5 separate regions of the Mus musculus genome follow, and all the other regions are linked to region 2. A link is a contact called in public Hi-C, HiChIP or PLAC-seq and promoter capture Hi-C data. All regions are on one chromosome and are shown on one strand. Each heading gives the region's core, a stretch centred on a gene start, on an enhancer-like site or on the middle of the called end of the contact. The rest is flanking DNA. Distances are from core to core; before and after follow the strand shown.

Region 1 (5,272 bases), core at 530-3,029, 620 kb after region 2:
ACTCCATTCTATAAAAGCAGCGTTTGGCTCTATTTTAAGTGGGAATGCAGAAGCAGGAAGACCACACCACGCCTCACTGTGCATAGGGTTCCACCACCTGTTAGCGTCTCTCACGCAGAACGGACTGACAACCACTTACTTCTAAAAGTTAATAAACAGAGTTTTCCACCTATAGGCCTATCGAGGCTGCCAGATGAGGTGACACACGCCTTTAATCCCAACACTTGGGAGGCAGAGGAGGGCTGGAGACCAGCCTGGTTTACAGAGTGAGTTCCAGGCTAGCCAGGGAGGAAAACCAAACCAAACCAACCAACCAACCAACCATAACTTATCAAAATAAATTAGAACTCTATGAACACATAAGGGTACTGAATTCACACCAGGAGATCCATTATCAAATACACTAAATAAAACCAACTTATCATATGCCCTAGAAAGTGGCAAAAATCGATCACCTTCACTTGAGCCCCATGAACACTTCTAAAGCTATAATGACAAGAGCCCCCATTGCCCGTGTAACCACGAGTGTGTTCATTAAAGGCTGACAGCAGAGAACTCCTACCAATCTCTGGAGCTCAAGATCCTCCCCTTCCTGCCACTGTTGATGTGGCCACCTGTGTGTCCTTCTGGACCATCTTCCAGTTCATTCCCAAGCTCACCTCAATGGTGAAGTCTAGCTCCGGGCCTCCCTCAGCTCCAAAGCCTTCATACCTTATCATGAATACTTGTCTTTCTCTTTACATCTGTCTTCTGCTTCATGTAAGGCCTCTTAGAACTCCTGTGGCCTCTTTACCCCTTACACAGCTATTCAATAGCCTACATAGACATATAATTACTGTGGGATGTGTAGTCTCCGGTGAGAGTTAATATCACCAGTGAAGACTGGAATGATATATTCTATTTTCGGTGATGGCCAGCTGTCAAGGGAAATCTCGAAATCTTGGCAAAATTGCAGCCAACGAAACCCAGTTTGTGAATCTGTACTTCCATTGTGAAAGACATTGTGCCTGGCACTGTGAAAAGACAAACGTGTCCCTTTATGTTTCTGACATAGCATACTCACGACACATGGCTTGCAAGGTTTAAGTCTTAAAATGCAAGGAAACACTAGGCAGCTTATTTTTCTCGTACTGGCAGGCGATTGACTGCAAACGGGTCAGTGTGCCATGCCACGTTCTGAGACGCCAAGTTTATCACATTAAGTCCACATTAAAATAAATAAAATTAAATTAAGTACTTCCTCCTTAACATTTGGGCTAAGATGTCTAAGAAGGGGCCATTCAGGGGTGACGCTAAGGCATCTGTGACAGGTTGGCAAGCGGGGTCAGGGCTTTCGGACACGGCCGCCACGTCTGCGAACCAAGTTCGAGCAGTGTCGGACCCCGTCACCCTCCCCGCGGAGCCTCGGGAAAGATGTCAGAGGGGATCTGCCCCGGGGAGCGGTCGGGGGTGCTGTCAGTCAGCAGAACGCGGACGGGAGCGGCGAGGAGGGCGGCGCGAGGCAGCGGCGGCCGCGGAGGGCGGCCGGCCTCCCCCCTCCCGGCCTCGGGCCCCAGTCACTCACATGCGGGCCCGCGCCCTCTCGGGCTCCTCCCGCCTCGGGGACAGCAGCCGCCGGGCGAGGAGGGTGGGCCAACAACTTCCTGCTTCCGGCAGCGCGACCCGGAAGTGGTTCTCGCGCCGCCGGCCAGGGCTGGAACACAAAGGAAAAGCTCCTTGCGCCCCAGGTTCCGAAACAGATCTGGCGAGGTCGCGGGGCGCGGGGCGCGGGGCAAATCTCGCGGTATCTGAAAAGCTTGTGCTCTTGCTCCCCCTGACGTCCAGATGGCACTACTGCGCCTTCTCAGTCGTAGAAGTCTCAAAATATTAATAACAACAATAATAATAATAATAAAAAAATTTTTTTAGGGGTCCGGACTCATTGACTCAATTCATTCCCATTTACACTTGGCTCACTCGTTTGTATCTATTGACTGCTGGTTCTGTGGTAAGCATCACTAAGCACTGTACTCTTAGGAAACTGCTTCAAGAATTATATATTGTAACATGAACATTCTCACAACACCTGACCATGAACCAGCCAAACAGGTTTATGGAGCTGGTTAACTGACTGCAGGTTTCTCTCACAAATAGGGAGTGGCAGTCAGCAACTGTTTGTATATGTGTGTGTGTGTGTGTGTGTGTGTGTGTGTGTAGTATGTGTACGCTTCTCCATGCACATAAGTGTCTTCAGAGGCACCGGATCCCATGGAACTGGACTTACAGACAACTGTGAGCAGAATGATATAGATTCTGGGAACTGAACTCAAATTCTTTGGGAAAACAGCTTTCTGAACAGCCAAGCCATCTCTCAAGCCTCTATATCAGAACCTTTAACTGATTTCTACCCGGGGACCTGAAACAAAATGCTGGGCTCAGCCCTGATGCTATAACTCAAAAGCCATGGTGACTGTGAGATGGGGTCAGATGAACCAGAGCAAAGACTCCAGGCCACCAGGCCACTCTACGCTCTCCCCATACAGGCACAAATAAGTCTCCTTTCCTGACACCCACTACTACCTGTACCCTCAGCTGACATACTAAGCCTGCCAGAACTGACTTTGTTTTTAACCCCTTAAAATGACAGTTACACAGGCTAGAGAAAGGGCTCCGGAGTTACAAGCACCTGCTGCTCCAGAAAAAGACCAGAGTTCACTTTCCAGCACCCACACAATGGCTTAGAACTGTCTGTAGCTGCCGGGCAGAGTGAGTTCCAGGACAGGCAGGGCTATACAGAGAAACCCTGTCTCGAAAAACCAAATAAACAAAAAAACAAAAAAACTAAAAAGGAGAATATATGGAGCCTAAATTCATCTATGGTGGCCTTGGAAATTCTCAAAGTCCCCTTTTCAGAACCTCACCGAGTGAGAGAACTGGGGTTAGCAGAGTTCCCATCACTTGAAGCTGCAAGGCAAAGAGAGACAGGTGAGACTGCACTGAAGAGGTACAGTTCTGTTTCCCTAAGGACACCAGCTTTACAGAGAACAGTGACGATCAGAGTGGCAGCCTCCTTAGATGACAGGCTGGAAGAGAACAGAGAATGTCTTTAAGAATTTAGGGCTAGCCTTGCAGTGGTAGCGCAAGCCTTTTATCCCAGCACTCGGGAGGCAGAGGCAGGCAGATTTCTGAGTTCAAGGCCAGCCTGGTCTACAGAGTGAGCTCCAGGACAGCCAGGGCTACACAGCGAAACCCTGTCTTGAAAAACCAAAAAAAAAAAAAAAAAAAAAAAAAAAAGGTGTTTCACAGACTGGGCTGCTTTGGGGAGTTTCTTTCCAAGGCATCTCTAGCTGTTCTCTTGAACAGGGCTGGAGGGGGGAAGGGCTGGAGAGATGGCTCAGCAGTTAAGAGCACTGCCTGCTCTTCCTGAGGTCCTGAGTTCAATTTATGGTGGCTCACAACCATCTGTAATGGGATCCATTGCCATCTTCTGGTGTGTCTGAAGAGAGCAATAGTGTACTCATGTACATATAAAAAACAAAAACAAAAACAAAAACAAACAAACAAACAAACAAAAAACCTTTTAAAAAATCTGGGGGATTAAACCTTATTGATGATGTCTCCCAAGAAGAGACATTTACTGTTCCGAGCTAGGAACAGAGTGTAGATGAATCTATTCTACCTTCTGTGGCAGCATCACTCGGTAAACATTAACTGGGATTTGCCCAGAAAAAGAAAAGCAAAGAAACCAAGACCACACATAGCCAAGCAGTGGTCAGGGACACTCACCTATGATGCTTTGGGTGGACTCAGGAATGAGCCCCCATGATGTCAGAGGTAACACAGTGACAGAGACCTAGAGCCCCATGTCACCTTCAACTGTCTGTTAGTCTTTTAGGGACCTTGACTCAGGAGTCATGAATTGGATATAGCAGAGGTTTTCAGGCCTAACTAATTAAAAGCTGAGTTGGAGATTTTTATAAGGCTTTTTTTTTTTTAAAAAGGACTTATTTATTTCATGTATGTGAGTACACTGTCACTGTCTTCAGACACATCAGAAGAGGGCATCAGATCCCATTACAGATGGTTGTGAGCCACCATGTGGTTGCTGGGAATTAAACTCAGGTCCTCTGGAAGAGCAGTCTGTGCTCTTAACTGCGGAGTCATCTCTCCAGCCCTATAAAGATATTCTTAATGACATAAACCATGAAGATTAAGGGAGAAAGAGAACAGGAAGACAGACAGAGTTAAGTCTCTCTAGGTGTCGCTAGGGAGAGAGGTTGAAGGGAAGCCTGAAGAGCAAGCCATGCCCAAGAAGGAGGGAGAAGAAGGGAAGGAAGGGGTGAAGCGGGCAAAGCGAGGGAGGAGGAGGAAGGGACAGGAATGTCTAACTATGGGGTAGCCTAATCACATGGCCCCTAAGATCTCTGGGGAGAAGCCCCCTGAAGGCCTACTGGTGAGTGAGGAGTAAAGGCTCACACCGCTCACTCACCCTCACAAACACAGAGAAGGCTGACAGGCCGCCTCACAGTGCAGTGTCAAATATGGGTCAGAAATGGTGCTGAGCTGAGGGTCGGATTCGACACTGGATTATTTTTAAGTTGACGTTGGCCTGCCTTAATATAACATAATTGTAGAACACATCGAAAATGCCAAAACATTACAAAACTTAAAAAAAAAAAATTAAAAAGTACTCCCCAGCCGGGCGTGGTGGCGCATGCCTTTAGTCCCAGCACTTGCGAGGCAGAGGCTGGCGGATTTCTGAGTTCGAGGTCAGCCTGGTCTACAAAGTGAGTTCCAGGACAGCCAGGGCTACACAGAGAAACCCTGTCTCGAAAACCAAAAAAAAAAAAAAAAAAAAAAAAAAAAAAAAAAAAAAAGTACCCCTAAAAAAGATAAGATAAAATCTATAATTTTAGGCTGTGGAAGTTAGCTGCTTTTGATGGTTTAGTGTGTGCTTCTGACATGCTGGGCAACTAAGCTCTCACTGAGCTAGAGCCCCTGCCGCTTCTCTTCTCTGTGTATATGTGTGTCTCTCTGTGTGTGTGTGTGTATTTGTGTGTCTTATGAGAAGTTTTTTTCTTCTGCTGTATGGGTCCCAGGTTGAATTCAGGTCTTCAGGTTTGGAAGCAGGTAACTTTACCCTCTGAGCCACCTTTCCGGTCCAAGAGACTGTTTTTAAAAATAATTTTCCTTAATCATGAAAAATGTCATTCTTAGGGATGGAGAAATGGTTCAGGTGCTCTGTTCCTAACCTCCATATGCCAGCTAGAGCCTGCATGTAATTCCAGTTCTG
Region 2 (5,787 bases), core at 2,392-4,891:
GGGCTCATATAAAGCCTGCATTTTATCAGCAGGGCCTAACTGAGTGTGGTGGGGATAGAGGGTGGGGGTGGGATACAGCTCTGGTGACAAAATTCCATAGGCAGCCCCCACCCCCACCCCATCCAGGGTGTCATGGAAAGATTGCATTATCCTTAGTCTTGAGCTATACAATTTATAACACAAGTTAACTGCTTACTAATTAGCAGCTGGGGCCATTAATTGGCTATTTGTTAGGGCTCGAATTAATAAACTGGTCTTTCAGCGGGGTCATAACTCTCACCGTTCCTCATCCTTTCCCAGCTTCCCTCCTCCCCTTGACCAGAACTCAGCCTGCTGTGCGATCCAATCAATACCTGCCACCGTATGATTTTCAGACGCAATCTACTTCTCCAGGAGGCGACGGCACCATTGGGGCCAGGCCGAGTCTCTTCGAACTTGCACTCTTCCTTGCTTCCCTTGCAGGCTCTGACTCACAAGAGGAGAGCAGAAGAGACCAGAGAGCTGTTTAGGAATTGTGGTGTCATTAGAGACCTCAGCTACCCACCCATGCCGGACCCTGTCCCAGGACCCTGCTTCCCTAGCTCATCTCAGACACAACCAGAGTTGGCTAGTTCTGGGAACTTACTGGGGTCCAAGTGCTGAGGCTTCTCTGAGAAGGAAGGCTTTCTTCAGTGAGGAAGTGATGGTGGTCCCCAGATCCCCTGCTGCAGACTGATCCCATGCCTTGTGATTCCTTATGGTCCCCCCCCCCCCAGGGACATTCCTGCAGGTCTTGGGGTCTAGCTCTCATGCTCCCACATTCTTACCAGACTCATGTGTGGTCCAGAGCACTGTTCTAGTGCTTGTAGAAACTAGGAGATGCTGGCTCTTATGCTAGTTTCACAGCAAGAATTATGGAAGTGTGGCTAGTCGCCTCTGGGCTTGCATACCTGCAGCTTGGGAACCTTAGGAGGAAGGCACAAAGCTGTTCAGCCTGGCTACTTAGGATCCTTAGCATCTCTGTGAACAAGAGTAAGTCCTTAAGATGCCTGACAGTGCCCGACACAAAACCTCTGTCCCTGTAGCAGGTACCCAGTTCTCTCAACCACTGCTAGGTAGAAGTCCCACCTGCTTGATATCTGGGTGACAGTGAGGCCCAGACAGCTTAGGGCTGGACCACAAGCCTGGTGGTCCTCTGCATTCTCTGAGGTTGGCTGCCACTGTCAATTCTGAGGTTCAGTCCCAGGCAGCAGGCCTGGAATACTGTGGGGAGGAAATGACTGAGTTGACAGGCACACATGAACAGGCTGTCGAGGTGTTTACACTACACACAGCGAGTATTCACAAGTGGATTAGCACAGCAAATGTTCAATCCCAGCCTGCCAGGCTCTGGACTTCTGCTCTCCTCCTCCCTAGCCCTCCACCACAAGGCCTCGTTCTTTTCCAGGCCAATATGTGTTCAGACAGTATACCCATCCTCTCTGCTAGGCCAGAGAAAAGCAATTTGATGCTGTTTGGGGTTGGGAAAGGAATACAACAGTTTCCCAGAATAGGCAAAGCCAGAGAGAGCCTGACTCATCAAGGATGACTCCCTGGGAGCTTCCTGGGGGATTCTGGAAGCTTCCCAATAATGGCAACAGGACAATAAACCAAGCTACTCACCATCACCCCCTCATCTGATACCACTTCCCTTTCAGACTGAGTGGGAGAGGTAGGTGGGAAGACATTGGACGTCTGTGGATCATATCATGCATTTCCCTTCGAGTTAACGGAAGGCTGAGCACGTGGAAGGTAGCTTTGGACTGGGGGATCTGGCCCACGATGGACATCATTCATTCATTCATTCATTCATTCAATAAATCTCTAGTTGGCATCTGCTGAGTTGAGTTTGGACACCCTTAACTGAGCATTGGACTCCCACCCCTAGTAAGAGTAGGAAAGAAACAAAGGAGCCAGGAACAAGGGCGGGTAGCCTGGATGAACCATAAGCAAACTGAGAAGAGTCAGGCTGATGGCGCCCCTCCCCATCTACCAGGCAACACCTTGTGCTTTCCACTCCTCCTTAACAGGTTATGTTTGCCCAGGAGGGTCAGAGGAGAAACATCCCGGTGGGAGTGGGCTTGGAGAGGGAGGGATTTATAATTAATATTTTTAATTCATGCGCTGATTTACATGCAAGAGAATCAACTCTTTGGGTGATCAGAAACAGGTCTTTGAGTTTGGACAGATGCCTGAGGTCATGGACCCACCATTGCAGCAGATCCTGAACAGGATCTAACCTCCGAGCTTGTTAGCTGCTGCGGCTGTGCTGTCCGCGCTCCCACGGGCCGCTCTAGTACAATCCCTGCGCTCACGCCGAGATAAATAACGGCGACAGGTGGAGCAGGTAAGATTAGCAGGACCGGGTTGGAGGGAGGACGCTATCGGAGGCGCCAGGGAGGTCGTGCGCCTCTCTGCCCAGCCCACGCCCCTCCCCAAGGGCGTCTGGAAGGAACTACATCTTGGTCACAGCTTCGGGGAGGGCCGGGTTAAGGTGACGGAGTCTCGAAGTGGGGGGAGACAGGCTTCCCGGCTTGGCTGCAGGAAGCGCGAGCACCCCTAGGGCACTTGGCCACGCCTGAGGTCTCACGGGTAGGCAGGATTTGAGAGAAGCGGGCTGAAGGGGACCCTGGGTGTCCCTGTGGAGCTCTGGCACTGGGGTCTTGCTGGCAAACCTGTTGGCAACCTGTGGGCCTCAGCTAGGACACTGCAAGCTGCAAGCGCGTCCTCCTCCTCAGTGCCTCTGGCAGCGTCCCCGGCGCCCGACCCGGGGAGAGGCCGAGGCAGCTTGGAAAGGGGCTGGGGCTCTGCCAGGGGCGGGTAGTGGTGGTGGAGGTGGCGGGATTCCCAAGCCGAGCCAACATCCCTGCAGAGCGACAGCAGGCAACCGCCTCTCGCGCCAGCTCTGGTCTAGGAGAAGCAGACGCCTTGGCCTTTCCCTCCGATCCTAGGCTCCAGTATCACCTTCTCCAAAGTGCAAAACATTCATTAAGTGTCCAGTGCCCTGCAGGCTTGCGTCCCAGCAACCAGCCGCCGGTGCTTGCCCGGCGAGCGTGCGGCGAGCGTTTGCACCCGGCCAGGGCTTTGCCAGCCTGGGCTGTGCAAGGGAGGGCGGAGAGCGTGTGCGAGTGCGCGGCTGCAGAGCCCGCGCCGAACCCACGTTCCCGCTACTGTCCTCGGGATAGATGGATCCATTGCTGCTTTCTGACATTTTTCTGCCAGGGGGCTGGTGGGGGAGGCGGAGATAGGGAGAGAGAGATGGGGGGGGCGGGGAAAGAGAGAGAGAGAGAGAGAGAGAGAGAGAGAGAGAGAGAGAGAGAGAGAGAGAGAGACTGCTTCCCCCAGCCCTGTTTTGTTTTCTCTAATTGGTCCTGGGGGAAGCAAGGAAATTGGACAGAGGCTGGGCCGGGCGAGCTGGGCTGCCTTTAATTGGCTCCCCTTTTTTTAACTGGAGGGGAATCAAACAGGAGAGCGAGCGAGCGACAAAGGGTGGGAGAGCGAGAGACCGATCGCGGAGATGGGAGGAGGGAAGAAGGGAGGAGGGAGAGCGGGAGGCGGGGTGGTGGTGATGGGGAGGTGGAGGAAGCGCGGAATGAAAAGCTCGGAGGGACCAGAAAGCAGCACAGCGAAGCCCAAGTTAGGGAGCGAGCGGAGCGCTCCCGCGGCCCCGGAGCCGGAGTGGCCGCGGTGCCCCGGAGCCCGCCCGGCCCCGCCCGCTGGGGCCCTCTCGGGCCCAGGCCGCCGGGAGGGGGGCGGGGACGCCCAACTTGGGGCGCGGCGCAGCCCCGCTCTCCCGAGATCGCGGAGCCCGGGAATGCCACGGCGGCGGCCAGACGGCGGGAGAGGAGCGGGGAGAGAGGAGGCGGCCAGCAGCTCCTGAGCCCGGGCCTCCGCAAGAGCGCGAATTATTTTCAAAGGACTCAAACTTTCCTCTTTCCCTTGCTGGCTGCGGTCCCTCTTGCTTTGGAACCGTTCTCTGGATTCCCGCGGGGGCGCCGGGACGCGATCGCCTCCCCCGGATTCCTCGGCGGCGGCTCGGCTAACTTCGCGGACTCGGGGACCCGGAGCGCTCGCCCCGCTGCCGAACCTAGTCCTCGCTGCTCCAGCGCTCCAGAGGACCGGGACCCGGCGCCCTCGCCTCCGGGAAGGGCGCCCAGCCCGGCTCCCTTGGGTCGGGCTGCGGAGCCCTCCACACCTACTGCAGGACTGGAGCCAGCGGATTAACCAAAGCAGAGTCCGGGCCTCCTGGCCTGGCTCCGCGGAGGGGCGTCCCCTGGGCGGGGAAAAGACAAGTTTGTCAGGCATCGGTGGCCTGTTGGATCGGAGCGCGGCCGCCGCAGCAGAGAGGTCCCCCCGCGTTCAGCACCCTCGGTGGACAGCCCTGGGGACCTAGGACTGCTCGGTGGCCGAGCTTTCTGGGCCAGGGAGCTGGCTGCTGCGCCCGGTGCGCAGAGGCTTCAAGGTCTGGGGCAGCGCCCCCTGCGTCTCCACCCGGGCAGCCGCCCTGTGGGAAGAGGACAGAGCCGAGTCGCGGCTTGCTCAGACTCCTAGTCTCGGTCGCCGCCCTCTCCGTCGCGACTCAGGGAAAAGGAGGGAACGCAGAGGGCAAAGCGGTGCCCCGGCGGATGCGCCCCCCGCCGCCTCTCAGGCTGCGCCGCCTCGCGGGGATGAAGCACTGGCCGTGAAGATGGAGGTGACCTGTCTTCTACTTCTGGCGCTTATCCCCTTCCACTGTCGGGGACAAGGAGTCTATGGTAAGAGCCAGCGTCCCGCTCTACCCTGGCGGAGCCGCCCGGAAACTTTACAAGATCTTGCTCAAAGTGCGCGCTGCCGGGGCTTGGTGGATGCACTGATGGCCGCGTCTCCGCCCTCGCCTGGGCGCCGGGAGACCGAGCAGGCTGCTCCCGAGCCCAAGAAGCGGTCCTAGGCTATTGGTGTGAGGCTGGGGATGCCGGGGTAAGGTCTCGGCTTTCCGAAATCTTTCCAGGGGTTAGAGAGATCCGGAAGTCTTGGGAGAATAATACAGTGAGCTCAGGAGACCCGGGAAGAGCCCAAGCTCTGGGCTGGGGCAGCTGTTCCCACGGAATCCTTTTCCTCCCTCGGCTCAGCCTCCCGAGTGGAAGCGGGCGATGAGCGATCCGGAGTTGTGCGCGGCTGGCGGGCGAGAAGCTCTCCAGCACCGCGGCCCTGAGGCTGGCTCGCCTTCCGGGCAGTGGCCGCGGCTCGATCGCCTCTTCTAGCTTCTTGGCGGTCTGAGCTGTTGGGCATCCCTTAGCCCAGGCGCCGACTGTTCTCGGCATCCCTTTTCAGACCTCTCCTGAGCCAGCTCTTCCTGTCGCTGGTTCCCAACCACAGAACCCCAGCCCCAGCTTCCTTCTGCCTGCTCGCACACACAGACACATTCAGCCACAGTCCTCAGGAAACGCACACACGGCTCGCACCCATCCGGCTACGTGTCTAAACCCTGCCTCCCGCCACGCAGCTCTGCTCTTGGATGCCCAAGACAAGCTCAGTCGCGCCATGGAGTATTCTGATCACCTTTTCTCCACTCCATGCCGCGGGTTTCCTCACCGAAGACTCCTTGGTTCAATACTACCCAGGGTCATCCTCCCGACGTGCACAGCACAGAAAGTCAGTCAGTCCCCAGAGCCCATGGCCCTGACTTTGCGTTCTGCTCACCGCAGGGTGGGCTTTGTAGTTACTTTCTAATGATGTGTGGCTGGGGTGGGCAGGATTCTCCTGCTTTCTCTGGGGCTAAGAATCTAATTA
Region 3 (5,688 bases), core at 2,557-5,056, 540 kb after region 2:
CTTGATGTCTCAAATCCCACTGAGCACCCAGACTGAGCACAGGTACCCCAGAATAGCTAGTTTCCACTGGGGAACTTGTAGGAGTGGTGCTGCGGACCCTTTTTGGTCCCTGTCTTCGTAGAATGGGTCTCTAGTTGCAGGTGGACAAGGAGTCGGCAAATGACAGACAGAAGCGACAAGAGAGATTGTGTAGAATCTGAGTGTAATTTTTTTTTTCGAGACAGTGTTTCTCTGTGTAGCCCTGGCTGTCCTGGAACTCACTCTGTAGACCAGCTGGCCTCGAACTCAGAAATCCACCTGCCTCTGCCTCCCAAGGGCTGGGATTAAAGGAGCGCCACCACGCCCAGCGAGTGTAATTTTTCAAGTGGAGCATCAAACTTTTTATACAGAAGAGTGACAAGAAACCACGTGAGACATCCACCAAGTTACAGTGACACAATACAAAAGGAATGTATACATCAAAAGATGGCGGTGACCAGGTCCTGTTTACCACTAAGAAGGGAGCCAGGTCTATTGTTAAGCCCACCACCAGGGGTTCTTAGTAAATGCCTGATTATGCTGTTCCTTTGGGCCTAGTGAAGAAATCTCTCTCAGGGGGATTCCCTAACTCTTTCATGATAAACCCACTTATTGGCTAGGCCATTGTGAATTCCCTTGTCTGGGTAAGACTGACTACTGTCCCAAGTAAACACTCTGCAGACCAGCCCAGAGCTATTCCGGCTCCATTCTTTGCAATGCCTAATTAGTTCCACCATCTCTACTAGCAGTAAATTTGAATGTTACTGGATAGATAACCTTCTTACAGAATTCCTACTGAATTCCAAGTTTGTCGGCTTCAAGGATTTTTTTAGGAGTTGGAACACTGGCAAGGGCTTAGCTATGTCAGAATTCAATCTTTAAAGGCACTTTACAATAAAATAATACCAAAAGAGAGCACGTGGATCCATACACCAGACTAATGTGGGGATAGGGTATGAGTATACGGGTTATGAGAATGCCTGGTTCCAGGAGGTTGAGTTTCTCGTGAGCACTTCCAGGCCTCTCGCCTGCCAAGCAGACTTCACTGGAGTGTGCGTAGCAGAATGGGATTCAGCTCACCCACATATACATATATTCACCCACCCCGGCTTGGAGTGTATGGCTCAGAGGTAGACTAATTGCGTAGGATGTGTGCAGCCCTGGAGTTTATTAGAAATGCTTTGATGCCATCAGGAGGCAGGGGCTGGTGGATGTCTGCGACTTCAAGGTCAGCCTGGTCTACAGGTGGAGATCCAAGATCCAGCCAAGGTTCCATCATCCCCAGTACTGCTAAAAACAAACCCAAATTTTTTTAAAAGAAAGAAAGGAAAAGGAAAATGGATCAGACCTTGCCCTTTTTAGTTCTCAGAGGCAGGAAGTCTCAACGATGATTAGCAATCGCTGATGCCAACTGAAACCACACAGGAGAGGCACTAGGAAGCAGGCTGTAAGGATGGACTTCTGGGCGGGCGGGGTGGTGCACAGGACAGGGCAGGTTTTCTACTGCAACGAGCCATGGTTATCAAGAGCAGATGCTAGATTTTCTCCTTTTTCTCCCCAAAAGGAGCCCAAGACTCAGGGACATTTGTTTGTTTTTCAAGACAGGGTTTCCCTGGCTGTCCTGAAACTACCTCTGCCACTACCCACATGGCAAAGACAATAGTTTATTCCTAAATGTAAAGACTAACTGACTGATACGTATCAGAGCAGAATGAGGAAACCTACAGGCACATGGGTGCCCTAAAATCATAGTAAGGGCCGAAGAGATGGCTCAGCCATTAAGCACTCCGGTTGCTCTTACGGAGGAATTGGGTTCAGTTCTCAGCTCACAACCATTGGCTTCCTAGGGTACCAGGCACACATGTGGTGTACATAAGTATAAATGAAATGCAAACAAAACACTCTTGCCCATAAAACAAAATAAACCAGGCCTCAGAATGTGACATGCCAGACCAGGTATATTAGTTAGGGTTTTACTGCTGTGAACAGACACCATGCCCAAGGCAAGTCTTATAAAAAATCATTTAATTGGGGCTGGCTTACAGGTTCAGAGGTTCAGTCCATTATCATCAAGGCAGGAGCATGGCAATATCCAGGCAGGCATGGCGCAGGCAGAGCTGAGAGTTCTATGTCTTCATCCAAAGGCTTCTAGTGGAAGACTGACCTAGGGTGAGAGTATTAAGCCCACACTCACAGTGACACACCTACTCCAACCAGGTCACACCTATTCCAACAAAGCTACAACTCCAAATGGTGCTACTCCCTGGCCCAAGAATATACAAACCATCATACTAGGGAAGGGTACAATACTCTCTCACCTGGACCTCATAGAAAGGAAGACACCTAACTCTGGACGTCAGGCCTATCTTTTGACCACTCAGTGTATATTGTCAAGGGACAGAGGAATGAGAAGTCCTGGCAATCCCAGGGGCTTCAGTTTAGCTGGGTTCCCAGTGTTTGATGTGGCCTGTTTGAATTACCATCCATCTGTCTGTCCATCTGCTCACCCACCTGTACCCAGTCCTGCAAGCCCTCAGCAGCTCTGCCCTTCCTGAGCCGTTCTCCAGATGGACTGGTTAATATCTAACCTCAGAAGTGGCTTTCTCTGCCTCTGCCTCCAGTAAGGACTCTTTCAAATTGTTGAGATTTGTGGCCTTTGTAACCCTTTGAAGTCATTCTGTCACACACACACACACACACACACACACACTTATAATCACAGTGTGATCTGTATCTTGAGATAATATTAGTAACTAAGATGTGAATGAAAGAATTGTGATTGCTAACAGCCAGCTATCAATTGCAGCCAAGGAAATTGATGTAGCATGGTGCACAGCTCAGTCTGGCCTTGAACTCCTATCCTGATGCCTCTGCCTCCTGAGTATCGGGCTTACTTTACAGGTGTGTGCCACTGCACTGGATTGTTACTTTGTTTGCTTCATTCATTCCCTTAGGAATGGTTTCCCTGAAGATATACTTTCTATGCATTCCTATATTTGCGGTGATAGAAGATAGATATTAATGCCAGACAATACAATATGATACAACACAGTACAGTACACGGTAGTACGGTACAGGGAGCCACATTCGGAATGGGCCATACAAAAACACGGTCCAATGGGGGACAGTCAAATACAGATCGGAAAAACAAGGCACTGGGGACAATACGGAGGAAAAGCCCACAGATGGAAAGTATTTGCGTGGGCAAGTGTCAGGAACGTGAGGTAAAACCTACACCACGGGCAATCAGGGAGGGTGCAAATATCTGACCATTCCAAAGACCTTCCTTGCAAACTAGCAAGAGGACAAGGTCCCTTGCTAGGGACCAAAGGGTCCCTGCTGACTCTGAGGTCCATTACCAGAAGACTCTATTATTGGGCAGTTCAAGACCAGCTGAGAGCTGCTGTGCTTGTTCAGAGGTGGAAACAAATCACCGGCTGGAGTAAGCACCTTCCTGGAAGGTGGCCCTAAGAATTGCTCTCAAGGCATGCGTAGCACTATGCTCCAGGCACTAGACTAGAGCTCTCCCAGGCCTAGTTATTTAGTAACTAAACGCAGCCAGCACCGGGCCTTCATAAGTGCACAGGCAAAGAGTGCTCCCAGCCCTCAGCAGCTGTGAGTTACTCAACTATTGAGGGGTTTCTACACAGGTCCCGGGATCGTGCTGAAGGAGTGCAGAAGCAGGGCACACAGACTGAGACTCGTAGGCACGATTGCGGTGACTGGCCTGGTCCGCAAAGGGGCGGGCACAGAGCTGCAAAGAACCCGCCCCGGGCCGGAGGAGGCGGGCCCGGGAGCACCAAGGAACAACACTCGCCCGCCCGCCATGCCCCCTCGCCCCGCGGCGTGAGTGGTGCTGCCAGGACCCTCCCCTTGACGTTCGGGGCGTGGCCAGCACCACGTGACGGGGAGTGACCTCCACGCCTGGCGCCATGGGGGCTTCGGACCCGGAAGTGGCGCCTTGGGCTCCCGGCGGCGCCGCGGGGATGGCGGGAGCCGGAGCTGGTGCAGGAGCTCGGGGCGGCGCGCCGGCCGGAGTCGAGGCCCGCGCTCGGGACCCGCCACCCGCGCACCGCGCGCACCCTCGCCATCCTCGGCCCGCGGCTCAGCCGTCGGCGCGCAGGATGGACGGCGGCCCGGGCGCCCCGGGCTCCGGGGACAACGCCCCGACCACCGAGGCGCTGTTCGTGGCGCTGGGCGCGGGCGTGACGGCTCTCAGTCACCCGCTGCTCTACGTGAAGCTGCTGATCCAGGTGGGGCGGGGGGCGCGGCGGGAGGATGTGGATGGGATGTGCGGTGTGGGGGTGCAGGGAGGGGGCTGAGGGATCTGAGTGATTGACGTGGGAAAGGAAGCGATTTGGAGGTGCTGGGAGGGAGCGAAGGGACGTGAGTGACAGACGTGGGGTAGGAAGGGATTTGGGGGTGCAGGGAAAGGCGATGAGATGTGGGAGATAAGTAGTCGAAGGCAGTGAGCTTGAAATTCCGAAGGGTAATGGATTTGGGGTGCGGAAAGAAGCCACAGGATTGGGGGAGGGCCGAGAAGTTTTGGTGAATGGGTAGATGAGGGCTGGCTGGGTACAAAAGCGACGTGTTTAGAAGGTGAGTACATTTGGGGCAGAGGACAGCGGGGCTCTGGATTTATAGAGATGGATGAAAGCTTTGAGGGACAAAGGAGTGGGCAGCAGGGCCAAAAATTTCAGAGGGAAAGAATGCAGCAGGGAAGAGCTATCGGTTTACTTGAGAAGGAGCCTGTAGATTTGATGGCGACGACAGATTTGGTGGGAGGAGGGGCCTCCGCATTGGTGGAGGGGGGGAGTGGAGCGGTGTCTGGAAAGGGGAGCCAGGAGGCGGCTTTTAGGGGGAAGGGGAGAATGGGATGACGCATTTAGTGGAGGAAGGAAGGAATTGAAGTAATTGTGTCTGCGTGGGTTGGGAATGGGCAGAAAATGGGGATAGGCACAATAGGTAAGGGTTGTCAAAGCTGGAGCAAAGGTAGGGATGTCTGGATTCAAGGATGCTTGGGCACCTAAACGCTTTTTTGCTTGTTGGCAGCAATTCACTCCAATAGAGGATGAGGAAAGGGTAAAGGGGGAGGAGGGATCTGGTTGGAAGGAGGTGTTGTGCATTTGGCAGAATTGGGTGGGTGTGTGATGGAGGTGGGGAGAGTTTTGATTGGCGTGGTTCAGGCTCAGACTGATAATCAAAGATGAAGCCTAGCATTTTCCAAAGGAGTGGGGGATGGGTGGTGAGGATTGAGTTGGAGACCCAGCTAAGATTTGAGGTTTGATTTAAGGCAAGTGAGTGTGAAGATTATTGTACTATCCTTGTCATAGAACTGAGAGAATTAGAAATACATTTGGAATGAGAAGGCCTTAAGAATGGGAGTCGCTGCTGGGCAGTGGTGGCGCAGGACTTTAATCTTAGCATTTGGGAGGCAGAGGCAGTCGGATTTCTGAGTTCGAGGCCAGCCTGGTCTACAGAGTGAGTTCCAGGACAGCCAGGGCTACACAGAGAAACCCTGTCTCGAGAAAAACAAACAAAGAATGGGAGTTGCTGAAGCCCTGGGGTCTGAGGAATGGGGATTCTAGAATTTGGAGTTTAACTAGAAATATAAGGAATGAGAAGATACTGTCAGGGCCATTGGGCATCAAATTGTGCAGAGATTTGGAG
Region 4 (5,802 bases), core at 2,583-5,082, 550 kb before region 2:
ACCTAGCTTTTAGTGCATGGGGGGAGGGGTGTCTCTAGACTACATGCTCCCTCTCTTGGCTGCCAGGTGCTGCAGATGGTGCCCCCACCCTCATTGGCGGGTAGAGGCAGCTATGGCCTCTCCATCACATCTCTCTCCTTCCCTGAGGTCTGTGGAGTATCAGTTGAAGAAGGTTGTAAGCCGTGCCGCCTACTCCAGAGTTCATTTTCTCCACACTCATTACAGTGATGCCTTCATTTCCCTAGGTTTTTGCTTCTCAAAACACTTTATGACATGTGGCCTCATTTTATTTTACATGAGGCTGACAACCTCACCAGGTCTCAGCTGGGAATATGTTTTTTCACGAATTGTGTTGTGTTATCTTGCCAAGTCCCATCTCTTACAGTGCTCATTCAGAAAAGAATTAATCTGAATTACATGACGCTCTGATTGTCTTTGTGAAGAGCACTGGGCTCCTGTATGGCTTGCAAATGTCTGTCTGTGCACTTGCGTCTTCCTGTTCCTGTGCCCTTCTTCACCCTCTTCACCTTCACATCACTGAGGTCTGTGCCCTCAGGTTGAAGGCAGATTTTTCTGTCTCTAGGATTTCAGGGGCCTTTTCCTCTGTCTTCTCCATTACCTGTGAGATGTTACTACAGATGGAAAGGCATTCGCATCTAAATATAGCGCTCCATGTGTAGGGAGCATTTGTACGAGAGGATTCATTGTTGAGGTGCCATTTGTTAGTGCACTTCCCAGGACACACATTCATGCCTTTACCTTGCTCTGCCGAGCCCAGCTGGTGCCATGGCTGCTTTGTATCTGACAACATAATGACCTCTTGAGAAAGGGCAGGGACTTGGGTGGGCATTGTGTCTAAAACTGTCACTGGACAGACAACTACCACACATCTGTTTGGATGGGTATCAGAGTACACTTCTCTTTCTCATAATGAGGGTGTGATGGGGTAGTGACCTGCTGTGGGCTGACTCTCTGTCCTGTCCTGTCCTGTCCTGTCCTGTCCTGTCCTGTCCTGTCCTGCCCAGAAAAGATATGGGGCCTCAGGTCTATTATTGATGGGTCTCTTAATGCAAAAACGTAAGTGATAGACTTAAGTAGAGCCTGCAAGTTGCTAGTGCCCAATGACAGGGCCTACCCACTTACCTAACTGTGCTATAGGTGAAACCTAAGACTTTGCATGGGCTAGACAAGGTGCTGTAGCAGTGAGCTGTAGCCCTGACCTTCAGCAGGACAGTGCCAGCTTCTTCCACGCCTTTGAGAGAGCTCCTAAACAGAGTGCTGTGAACACCTAAGGGCCTTATTCCATGGAGCTGCAAGAATGGTATGAACAGACCCTCCTTACTAAGCAGTGACAGAGGCAGGAGATGCCCACTGTCCCTCCCCATTCAAGTGCCCTATGAAGGAAAACTTTTCTACTTTGTTTATAAACAGGAAGATGAGTCAGCTGGTGAGGGGCTTCAGGAAGTCTGCAGTGTCACCTGCATTCTCCTTTTTCTATAGCAGTCCCCAAAAGAGAACGCTCATTTAAAGGTTTTCGTGTTCCTTATCTGAGTCTGGATTCTGAGATGAAAATGCTTGTTCTAGAATAAAATTGGACAGTAATGGCAATATCCACCAGTGTGGCTTAGTGGCTCTATCATGCAGATGTACTCCAGAATAGGAGTGTTAGTCTACACCTTTAAAATGTTGCAAAACATTGAGTTTCTCTTTAGAAAGGAAAACAAGGTGAATATCACTACCTCCTGTTGTTTGTCTAACAAAGTGATGTTTTTCCAACATCAAAACAGATTTTTGTAGTTTCTTCCTTTTCTTTGTATGCCCCCCTTTACCCTGTATGAATTATCAGATCGACTTAATAGCACGGGGGTGGTGCTCTACTAGCCAAGGTCTTAAAACTGGGTATGAATGGGAAGTCACTGGGGGCCAGAGGGTCATGTGTCTCAGCTCTTGTCACTGCTTTGCAGTGTGTCAGACCCTGTTGGCTTCCACCGACCATTCATTGTATGCCTGACAACAATCTCAGTCAGATAAGCCCAGGAAATCTACAGTCTTATGGCTTGGGTCCTGTTTATGTAGTTCCATTTGATAGCAGAATGGCTTACAGAGAAGTCTGGGAGCTTCTGAGAACCCCCGAGACACTTATTTTGTGCTCATCTGCAGCTGACGTGATTGACGGTTGTTACTGCTTCTCCAGTGTTGTTTCAAACAGAATGGCATGCTCAGATAGACTGAAGGGACATAGCGAGCTGCTCCTCCTGGAGCTGTGACTCTGTCTTGTTATGTGAGAATAGCTAGATGGAATTGTGGCTGATGGGCATACTGTGGCAACTTGGCACTTAAGTAGTAGTAGCCTGATACTTTCAAACGTCTTCCTGCATTCTCTGTCCAGTGATTTTTCAGTCCTCTATTTAAGGACAACAGAGTTCTAGGACTTTTGCTGTAGTTGATGAAATAGATTCACACCAAGTTCAAAAGAAAGGGAAATAGTCCAGAGTTCAGTCAGGCTAAGACCCCACCTTGCTCCCTACCCTTCAGTGTTAAGATGTCTGTTCCCAGCCCTTGTGAAGAGAGATGGCCTCTCAGGACAGTGTAAGAGTAGTGACTACAGGAACAGTCTAGCTCATGAAGGCAGAGGGGTAGTTGTAGAAGAATGAGTGACCACCATGAAATTCTCTAAGAGGTAGGAGACAGGCTGGAGGTGGTTAAGTGATGCTGAGAGACTGTTTCAACCTTGGGAATACCAACAGTCCTACGGCAGGTGACTCAGATGATGGAGACACTAAGCTTTATTAGTTACTTCCCTCTTTTAGTGTTTTTGTGATCTTCTAAGAATCAACTTGAGAAGAGTTTATTTGGCTCCTGGTATGAAGGAAGATACTGGCCGTGGCAAGGAAAAGCATTGCAGTGCCTCTCAGCTGTGGCAGCAGGAGTGTGAATCTACATGCTCAACCCTGGATAGACGAGAAAGCAGATACAGGGGAAGAGTGGGTGGGGCTAGCCTATAAACCTTCCTTCAGCATCCATGCCCTCTAACTAGGGTGCCATCTCCTAAAAGTTCCAGAACTCCCCAACCAGAGCCACCAGCCAGAAGACTGCATGTCTGAACAGGAGTCTGTAAGGGAACTTTTTCATCTAAATCATGATACTCTCCCCATTAACTCTGTAGGCACATAGCCATCTCATAATATAAAATGTATTCATTTTAATGTCAGAAGCCCCCCTAGTCTTACATTTCTAACCCTGATCAAAAGTCCAAAGTTCAAAATTTCTTCTAAATCTCAAGGTGTTCTGTAAACTGAGCACAATCTATAAAATAGTAAGCAAATTTCTCACTCTGTAGACCAGGCTGGCCTTGAACTCAGAAATTCGCCTACTTCTGCCTCCCAAGTGCTGGGACTAAAGGCGTGCACCACCACACCCGGCTACATTCTTTTTTAAATTAAAGATTTATTTATTTTATGTGTATGAGTACACTGTAGCTATCTTCAGACACATCAGAAGAGGGTGTCACATCTCGTTTTGTTTTGTTTTGTTTTTCGAGGCAGGGTTTCTTTGTATTGCCCTGGCTGTCCTGGAACTCACTTTGTAGACCAGGCTGGCCTGGAACTGAGAAATCTGCCTGCCTCTGCCTTCTGAGTGCTGGGATTAAAGGTGTGTGCCGCCATGCCCAGTGAGGGCGTCACATCTCATTACAGATGGTTGTAAGTCACCATGTGGTTCCTGGAATTTGAACTCATGACCTTCAGACGAGCATTCAGTGCTCTTAATCACTGAGTCATCTCTCCAGCCCCAGCAAATTACATTCTTCCAGAGTAAAATGGGATGGAAGGATTCCTAATGTAAACAGGGAGGAAAGCAAGAGTCCAGCCCAGTGGGGCCAACACTAAGTAAGGCCTTCAGTTCCATCTGGGCCATGTATTGCATCATCTGGGCTCCAGAAGACTTGAGGCTGCTTGTCCAACTCTGCTGTCTGCTTCAGTTGGGGCTTCTCTCAAGTACTGACTACATTTATGTCTGCATCTTAACGAATGCCCTAAATTCATGGCATCTCCAGTATCCTGAGGGTCCCCAGCACAACTTATGTCCTGCCTTCATAACTCTATGCATAGCCCACTCAGTAGGCCATGGAGACAGTCCAACCCTGCTACATCTTACGTAACCGCAATGTCTGTCTGGAGTTCTGGAAACTCCCATAACCCTGTAGCCCTTGGTTCCACATGTCTGTAAAACCAGCTCCATGTGGGTGATGCATGTCCTGCTGCCAAGGAAAAGCCTGGCTATGCCTATAGCAGCCTTTGGGGGTGAACTTGGAGAAATAGGTCTCCATTTTCTAGCAGGGTCTCCCAAATGCTGCCTTTTCAAGTATTCTCTTTATAATGAAAGTATGGTATAATATAATATAATATAATATAATATAATATAATATAATTAATGGCCCTTCCCCTGGGCGGGTTTTGTCCTCAGGCATACTTTGTATTTTCCCAGTTGAGAGCTTTAGATTGGCCCTTAATGGCACTGATCTCCTCAACAATCACCTCTGCTTTCTCCTCGTGTGCTTTCTGCAGAGTCATCCTTACTCACATTCCTTTCCTCACCAAACGGTGCGCTCTTCCTATCTTCCAGTGTCCGTGCTTCCGCCTTGACTTTAGCTCTTGCCTTCAGCCTTGCTGATATCCTGGACACAGGCAGAATGCAGCCACAGTCCTGGTCAGGATGTCATGGATGGCTTCTCACCCAGTTCCTGACAGAACCCCCATCCCCCTCCCAACCTCAGGAGCCACCCTTTCCTGTCTTTGCTCTGACAGCAGGCTGGCCTTCCATACTCCCCACAATGGCTGACTAATGCTTGTTGGCAGCTATCTATGATTTCTCTAGCCTGTGGTTTTAGACTCCATGTTTCTCCCACAGACCAGTCTGGAAGACCCAAGAACCATATGGTCAGGCTTATGGAAGTAGTGTTGTCAGTCTGTAGTACCAGTTCTCAGGCTACTTTTCTCGTGATTATGATCAAGTATCCATTAAGAGCAACTTAAAGAAAGGGATTTTTTCTTGACTGAATGTTGGGGAGCATGCCGCCATCGTGGTGAGGAAGGCTTGTGGAGGGCTCCATGGCAGTGGGAGCATGGTCCAGCTGCTGCCTCACGTCTCCATGCATCAGGAAGCAGAGAGGACCATCCAGGCTTTTCGTCTCAGACCTGTCTCTGCTTCCTTCAGCCAAGGTCACAGACTTGTATACAGCACACCACTGGCTAAGGACTATGGTTCAGACAAGCCAGGAATGCCATGTCACATCTAAACTATGACAACAGTAACACAGACTCCAAGTCAGTAATGTAAAGGTGGCAAAATTCATGAGAACACTGTTTTATACATATACATACATACATACATACATACATTCATACATTCATACATTCATACATTCATACATTCATACATTCATACATTCATATACATGTACTTTTTTTTTTTGGTTTTTTTGAGACAGAGTTTCTGTATAGCCCTGGCTGTCCTGGAACTCACTCTGTAGACCAGGCTGGCCTCGAACTCAGAAATCTGCCTGCCTCTGCCTCCCGAGTGCACCACCACGCCAGACCATGTCCTCTTTTTTAAAAAAAAGATATATTTATTTATTATGTTTACAGTGCCTGAATGCCAGAAGAGGCATCAGATCCCATTACAGATGGTTGTGATCCATCATGTAGTTGCTGGGAATTGAACTCAGGACCTCTGGAAGAGCAGCCAGTGCACTTAACCTCTGAGACATCTCTCCAGCCCCTATACATATCCTCTTTGCAATCT
Region 5 (5,792 bases), core at 1,594-4,093, 580 kb before region 2:
CCAGAATATTTGCTATTTTAAGTCAGTTATATGGCAACATTTTTACGGGGTCTCTTATTGAACATATAGGCCATTTCTGTAATTTTTTGTTTGTTTTTTGAGACAGGGTTTCTCTGTGATGGAACTCACTCTGTAGATCAGGCTGGCCTTGAACTCAGAGATCCACCTGCCTCTGCCTCCCAAGTGCTGGGACTAAAGGTGTGTGCCACCACTGCCCAACTGTAATTTTTTTTAAAGAAGTGCTTGGAAATGCCAGTGGCATCTTTGTCTGCAGTTTTGATTGCCATCTTGGGTTGTGTACTAGTCTGCAGCCTGGATGTAGGCAACAGGAACGCACCCGGTGCTCACTTGGGTGAAGAAGCCGCACTTGGCTCTATAGTCGGTGAAATGGCTGAGATGCAGTATATATTTACTGAATTTCTGATGAATCTCATATTGTATAGCCCAGACTTGGAAGACTCACTTGTACTAATTTTGATAATATTTTTTGAGACCTGGGACCCACTAAGAGTAAAGGAAGCCAGGCGTGGTGGCGCACGCCTTAATCCCAGCACTTGGGAGGCAGAGGCAGGCAGATTTCTGAGTTCGAGGCCAGCCTGGTCTATAGAGTGAGTTCCAGGACAGCCAGGGCTATACAGAGAAACCCTGTCTCGAAAAACAAAAAACAAAAAACAAAAACAAAACAAAACAAAAGAGTAAAGGAAACGTCCTTTTTTCACGCTGGGATGCTGTGCTGGAAATACAGAGCTGTATTGGCTCCCAGAGAGCTTCTTTTTAGTTGAATTACGCTAATTGAATATAGTGCTCTTCAAAAAGCGTACACATTGGTCTTCATCTCCTTTGCAGCACTGCTCGAAAACGCCCCACGCTGGTTCTATTAGCCTCCTTTTCAATTGAGTGTCCTTCTTCTCAGTTTGTCTCACATGTCTTAAAAACTAGAATGTACGCTCTTATGGATAAAGAACGGTTATTTTCAAATCTAATCCCCTCCTTGCGTAATGACACATGATTATAGGTTTTCAAATGTTCCTTAACCAATTTGGTGCTTTTTGTAGTTATTGAAGATCCCTTTAGCTGCAAGTGAGAGAAAACTGACTCAAAGGTTAAAAATAACGAGGAAGTCCACGTAACAGGTATTTAGGTAAAGACCCAGAGATTGGCCTGCTTCCCAGCTGGTTCATTTGGTTACATTATAAAGGATATAGACTTCTTCGTGCTTAGATTCTGTCATCGTTATGATCTGAGCTTTGCCCCAAACAATCTTTTTGTGATCACAAGGTATCTGATACATGGGCCCAGGGATCATGAGAAGATCTTTCCCTTGATTTCTCTGAAGAGCTAAGGAGCCTTTCCCAGAAGCCCTTTGGAGATGGCTGTAGATCATTGGCTAGAACTAGTTGGAGTTACCAACCCTGTAACTAGTCCTCAGTGAACTACCATAGCAATCACTGTTCAGTTTTTATGCCTGGCCAGAGGGTGCATCCCCCAAGCCTTTTTATGGGGTGCATAAGAGTGCTATCAAGGTTTGTTAGGAAGAAAGACGGAGAACTCTATGGGCAACAGATAGCATCTCTTACATTTTGTTTGTGTTTTTAAGTTTGTGGTGCTGGGAATGAAACCCAGGGCTGTCTGCATGCTAAGCAGACGTTCCACTGTGGGCTTGAGTCCCAGCCTAGCATTATTCTGTAATGAAAATCTCTGATCTTGTTCTCTGAAGTTGTTGGTGGTGGCATGACTGCAGAGGCTCTGTATGTAATTGTCATGGCTTTCTGAGCACATTGTTGTTTGGTGACATTTTATGTGTTTATTTGCCCTGGTCCTTTTAGGTTTCTGGTACTCAGTATTCTTACTTTCTCTGAGGATTTATTATTTTGACTCTTAAATAGTTAGGCAGTGTACATTTTAATGATTTCTTATTAATTTCATCAGGGATGAATTTCGCTAAACCTAGGCTCTTATCCTGGGTTCTCTGGCAGACAGCCCGAGGCAGAGACTGAGAGCTGTTGATATTTTCCTTGAGAGGCCCAGGTCCAGGTGTATAGGAGTCACGGGCAAAAAGAAGCGAAGCTTGGAAGGCTGTGGAGAAACGAGATGAGGGTGCCGCTCTGAGCAAATTGCTAAGCAAGCGTGGGCCCTGGTCTTGCCAACTGGTCTGCTTGGAAAGGATTGTGGTGAGGAGGAGGAGAGGAGGGAGTGGAGGAAGAGGAGGGAGTGGAGGAGGAGAGGAGGGAGTGGAGGAAGAGGAGGGAGTGGAGGAGGAGAGGAGGGAGTGGAGGAAGAGGAGGGAGTGGAGGAAGAGGAGGAGGGAGTGGAGGAGGAGAGGAGGGAGTGGAGGAAGAGGAGGAGGTAAACTAGAGCTGTCCTTGGGAAAGAGAAGGAGATGAATTCATCTGCCTGATTTTTTTTTCTCCTCTTCCTAGTTGGAGAGTTGCAGGAAGCAGCCTCCTTTTACACTTCTAACCTGTCCATTTTAGGCTCTCTCTCTCAGGCTACTCAGGATGCTGGATCCTACACTTAGTGTGGGAAGCCACACAAATCCAAAGTAAGTGACCAGGCACTGAGGAAGAGGAGAGGAGAGCAGGAAGTAAGGCAGAGGGGAAGGAGGAGGAGCAGATCCAAGAGAGGACTGGGTTTGGCTTTGTCAGATTGTTTTGGTATTTAGTTAACAGGTCAGGGTTAGATTCACAGAGCAAGCTAGCCTAGTGCTTTGAGACTCAGAGCTTTATGGGTGGGAGTGCTTGCCACCCCACCTGATATGCAGGTTTACTTTGGTCTGGCCTGGGAATCTCCTGTTGGAAGGATTGGCAGCATTCCAGCGCTCACACATCAAACTGCTGGGGGATCTGGGTCAGCATCGACTCCTTGAAGTCATTCTGAAATATGACTGAGGTGGAGTACAGCGGCTCTGGCACGCTTAGGGCGTCCTCTCTCTTCAGCTTTATCACGATTGATGGCTTCTCTGGAATGCTAGACACTTGGAAGTCCCTTGAGTATCACCTTTGAATTCCGAGAGTTCTTACAAGGCCAACTTCGTTTCAAAGAGAGCAGTTTTTGCTTTTTATTCAGTGTGCAGTGAAAAAATTGTGCTGATTTGATGGCAGGTGGGGCACAGTCTGACAGGATGGAGGAGAGGGTGTCCTGGTGGCTCTGCTCTCTGCTGCTTCATATATGACTTCTGTCTTCTTTCCTTATATGTGTCTTTGTTTTCCCATTAATGTTCTTTATCCCGACCACTATGACTGCTTAATAGATTCGCAGAGTAATGGCAGCTGTTTCTGCGTGGGAGATTAGAGGATGAGCTTGTCACAGATGAATGTTAATTGGCAACATCGAGCAGGCCTGAGGAGACTTCCAGCTTCTCGGTCAGAATAGGACCTGACACAGAAGACTCGGACGATCCCAGCATGTCCCTAGCTGAATGCTTTGACTGGCCCTGAAGTGTGCACTGGACAGTACAGGTGGGGCTAGGTGGCTCCCGATCTGCTTAGGAGGTGTGGGAGTTCTTCCCTAGGCCCTGGTTTGAGCTACTCAGATTTTTTTTGTACATATTTTAAAAGGATCTGTGTTCTTCATATGACTTTGGTGACTCTGACATAGTCACCTTAAGTTTGTTGGCTTCTAAAGGCATGGCCTGGTTTTCTGAGGTTTTGTTTTGTTTTAATTTTGTGGAATGTCTGAGTGTTGTTTTATTAGAGTAACAATAACGCATGGAGATAAGGGTCCCCCTTTTTCCTTCTGTCTTCCTGGGGGTACCTTCCCCTTCCCTTGCCTCGGGCTCTTTAAGGTTTTACTTGCATGGCAGATTCAAGGGAATACTTTTTTCCTTCTTTTTGAAGCTCTGCTTATGAGCTAGAATCATAAAAATTCACAAATTGTGCCAAATTTTCTTTTGTTGATGACTGTGATTTAGCCTGTTATGTAACTGTAATGTATAATTTACACATCCTGAAGACCAGCCGTCCTTGTACTGAGCAACTATATTTAACCCTCACTTTCTTTGGGGGGAAGAGAACATTACCAATTATCTTTGAAACTGTATTGTGAGACCGTGCACACTGATCCACCCTCTGCTTCCATTTTTAATTTTTGGTACATCAAGTTGTACGTTCCGACTTATTCTGTGCTTTTCATACATCTGCACCCCAGAGGTGAGGGGCCTGGTGTCTGACGCCGGTGTTCCAGCCCTCTCTTGCCCTCCCTGTCCAAATCAGCAGTGAGATGAAATGTCTGCCACCCCAGGGTAGTGCAGGTCCAGAGAGGACGCAAGTACTGTCTTCCCATGCTTCCCCTATCGTTGTGAAGGAAAGTGAAGAAGGCGTTTCGGGAAACGTTTCTGGAAACGTTTCTAATGGTGCACAGTTCTGTGCTTAGCAGGGAAAGAGCAACTCTGCCCTTGTTTGCAACATGGCATTACTAGTTCCTCTGTGATGTGTAGACTTTCTGAAAGAAAATTGTTCATGTTAGTGTCCACATGTCTTGAACTTTAAAGTCTAGTCCAGGAATAAGTTCAAATCCCATAGTGGTGCCCTTTAAACAAATTTGTTAATTTCCTTCTCAGCATCCTGCTTCTTCCCCTGCTGCAGGCTCCGGGTGGTGCTGGGTGGTGCCTGGCAGCGAGGGGCCTTGACTGTTCCCCTTAGGAAGGGAAGGCTTGAATAAGAAAGAGTACCTTAAGGGTAGGTAGGAGGAGCTGCTGTAGAGCTATCTAATGGATGTAATAGTTCATATATAAAGTCTGAGGAATAGGAGTAATATTCTGCAGCTGAGTAACTGTAGATTAATCCATCTTCAACCAGTACTGGAAGCATCTGTAAATGGGGAAATTATCTTTTCCTTTTTTTTTCTTTTTGGCACAGCTGGACTAAATGTTTTTTCCCAAATACTTTAAAGTTAAATTACATCCACATACCAAAATCATAGGAAAGATGGAAATAAAGTGTAAAAGTGTTCTTTTCAGCTATGTTTACCATGGTGATGGTGGTCTGTTTGGGGGGATGCAGTGTGGCAGGGCACCCTGAGGTCACTATAGAAATTCTTCTTGTGTTAGAGGGGCCCGTAACAGCTTGTGGTGGTCCATTTTGGCTTGAGCTGGATGAAGTAACCCTTTTAAGGTGGGTGGTGCCGTCAGCCGGGGAAGCTTCTCCCCAGGCCCTCCCTTTGACCCTTTCAAAGCCCCTTTTAAGTCCTCCTCTGAAAGCACATCACCAGGCCTTCCTCTTCTGTCAGCAAAGGCCAGCCGGCTCTCTCCTCCCCTGCTCTGCCCTTTAATGAGTGCTTGCTTCTGTGGAGGGAGAGGGACTCCAGGACATGTAAGCATTTTAATAGGCCTGAGTGACATTCTACAGATATGTTTGGAAGACATGAAAGGGTGCAGGCTTTGCTCCTGTCTCATTCTCATCGAAATTAGAGATTCCATTCACATGCTGTGCCTACAAGGTGTTTAATTTTGGCAACATATTCTGTTTGAAGATTCTTGAGGAAATAAAAAAGTAAAAAATGCCAATTCACAATTCTGTTTATTGGAAGTGAATGAATACAGATGGAATTGGTACATTCTATAAAGACTAAACTAAAAGAGTAGAAGTAGCTTAGGAGTAGCCGCAGCATCAATGTGGCTGCAGACGTCGGCAGTTTACAGAGCACTTTGCTCACAGCCCATTGGCATTCAGCACAGCCTTCTGTGGCAGGAGCTGCTTTGGCCGAACTCCTCCGGCTTCTTTAGCTCTAAGATCTCTGAGCCTGAATCTCCACACTGGCTCTTTTAATTGGCATTCTTGCGACACCATGTTATT

Evidence for each region. Promoter capture Hi-C pulls out the DNA fragments that hold promoters and counts their contacts. A called contact is a pair of places that touch in the nucleus more often than the background predicts. HiChIP or PLAC-seq counts read pairs in DNA pulled down with a chosen protein or histone mark.
Region 1: a contact with region 2 is called in a Hi-C map of pro-B cells, with 5 times the contacts expected there. The contact joins the promoter of BC004004 here to the promoter of Mdga1 in region 2. A contact is called at or near these places in 2 of 39 promoter capture datasets (embryonic stem cells and liver), 2 of 484 Hi-C or Micro-C datasets (embryonic stem cells and pro-B cells) and 2 of 115 datasets of contacts at active chromatin or transcription factors (embryonic stem cells and memory CD8 T cells).
Region 3: a contact with region 2 is called in a promoter capture Hi-C map of liver, with 3 times the contacts expected there. The contact joins the promoter of Mtch1 here to the promoter of Mdga1 in region 2. A contact is called at or near these places in 2 of 39 promoter capture datasets (liver and stem cell-derived epiblast-like cells) and 2 of 9 other capture datasets (adipose tissue and liver).
Region 4: an H3K4me3 HiChIP or PLAC-seq map of forebrain shows a contact between it and region 2, with 12 times the contacts expected there. The contact joins the enhancer-like site here to the promoter of Mdga1 in region 2. A contact is called at or near these places in 1 of 39 promoter capture datasets (the 3T3-L1 cell line), 1 of 15 datasets of contacts at CTCF or cohesin (large pre-B cells), 9 of 484 Hi-C or Micro-C datasets (the G1E-ER4 cell line, the MC3T3-E1 cell line, the THB-7 cell line and 5 more), 14 of 115 datasets of contacts at active chromatin or transcription factors (craniofacial prominence, embryonic basal ganglia, embryonic forebrain and 10 more) and 1 of 9 other capture datasets (embryonic stem cells).
Region 5: an H3K4me3 HiChIP or PLAC-seq map of stem cell-derived neural progenitor cells shows a contact between it and region 2, with 7 times the contacts expected there. The contact joins the enhancer-like site here to the promoter of Mdga1 in region 2. A contact is called at or near these places in 4 of 39 promoter capture datasets (the C10 cell line, embryonic stem cells, liver and 1 more), 8 of 484 Hi-C or Micro-C datasets (MC3T3-E1-derived osteoblasts, bone marrow-derived DN2 thymocytes, cortical neurons and 4 more), 16 of 115 datasets of contacts at active chromatin or transcription factors (astrocytes, bone marrow-derived macrophages, craniofacial prominence and 10 more) and 2 of 9 other capture datasets (adipose tissue and liver).

What each region holds. Positions count from the first base shown.
Region 1 is chr17:29,265,295-29,270,566 of GRCm38.p6, reverse strand. BC004004 (cDNA sequence BC004004) reads right to left here and starts at 1,779. Exons shown (of 9, transcript NM_030561.3): 1 at 1,565-1,779.
Region 2 is chr17:29,886,432-29,892,218 of GRCm38.p6, reverse strand. It overlaps Mdga1 (MAM domain containing glycosylphosphatidylinositol anchor 1), which reads left to right and starts at 3,641. Exons shown (of 17, transcript NM_001368423.1): 1 at 3,641-4,772. The coding sequence starts at 4,706. It overlaps Gm41559 (a long non-coding RNA gene), which reads right to left and starts at 2,318. Exons shown (of 3, transcript XR_003952341.1): 1 at 2,229-2,318; 2 at 354-1,242.
Region 3 is chr17:29,346,050-29,351,737 of GRCm38.p6, reverse strand. It overlaps Mtch1 (mitochondrial carrier 1), which reads left to right and starts at 3,806. Exons shown (of 12, transcript NM_019880.4): 1 at 3,806-4,271. The coding sequence starts at 3,951.
Region 4 is chr17:30,437,976-30,443,777 of GRCm38.p6, reverse strand. All of the region lies in intron 6 of Btbd9 (BTB (POZ) domain containing 9), which reads left to right. Among named protein-coding and RNA genes, the nearest start is that of Btbd9, 140 kb to the left of the region's middle. Within about 2 kb of position 3,832, at least 51 of the 459 cell types and tissues checked have an H3K27ac peak or open chromatin away from gene starts, as enhancers often do. A contact at or near this core is called in embryonic fibroblasts and pancreatic cancer cells, where this site is marked.
Region 5 is chr17:30,468,037-30,473,828 of GRCm38.p6, reverse strand. All of the region lies in intron 6 of Btbd9 (BTB (POZ) domain containing 9), which reads left to right. Among named protein-coding and RNA genes, the nearest start is that of Btbd9, 110 kb to the left of the region's middle. Within about 2 kb of position 2,843, at least 45 of the 459 cell types and tissues checked have an H3K27ac peak or open chromatin away from gene starts, as enhancers often do. A contact at or near this core is called in adipose tissue, cortical neurons, muscle stem cells and 1 more, where this site is marked.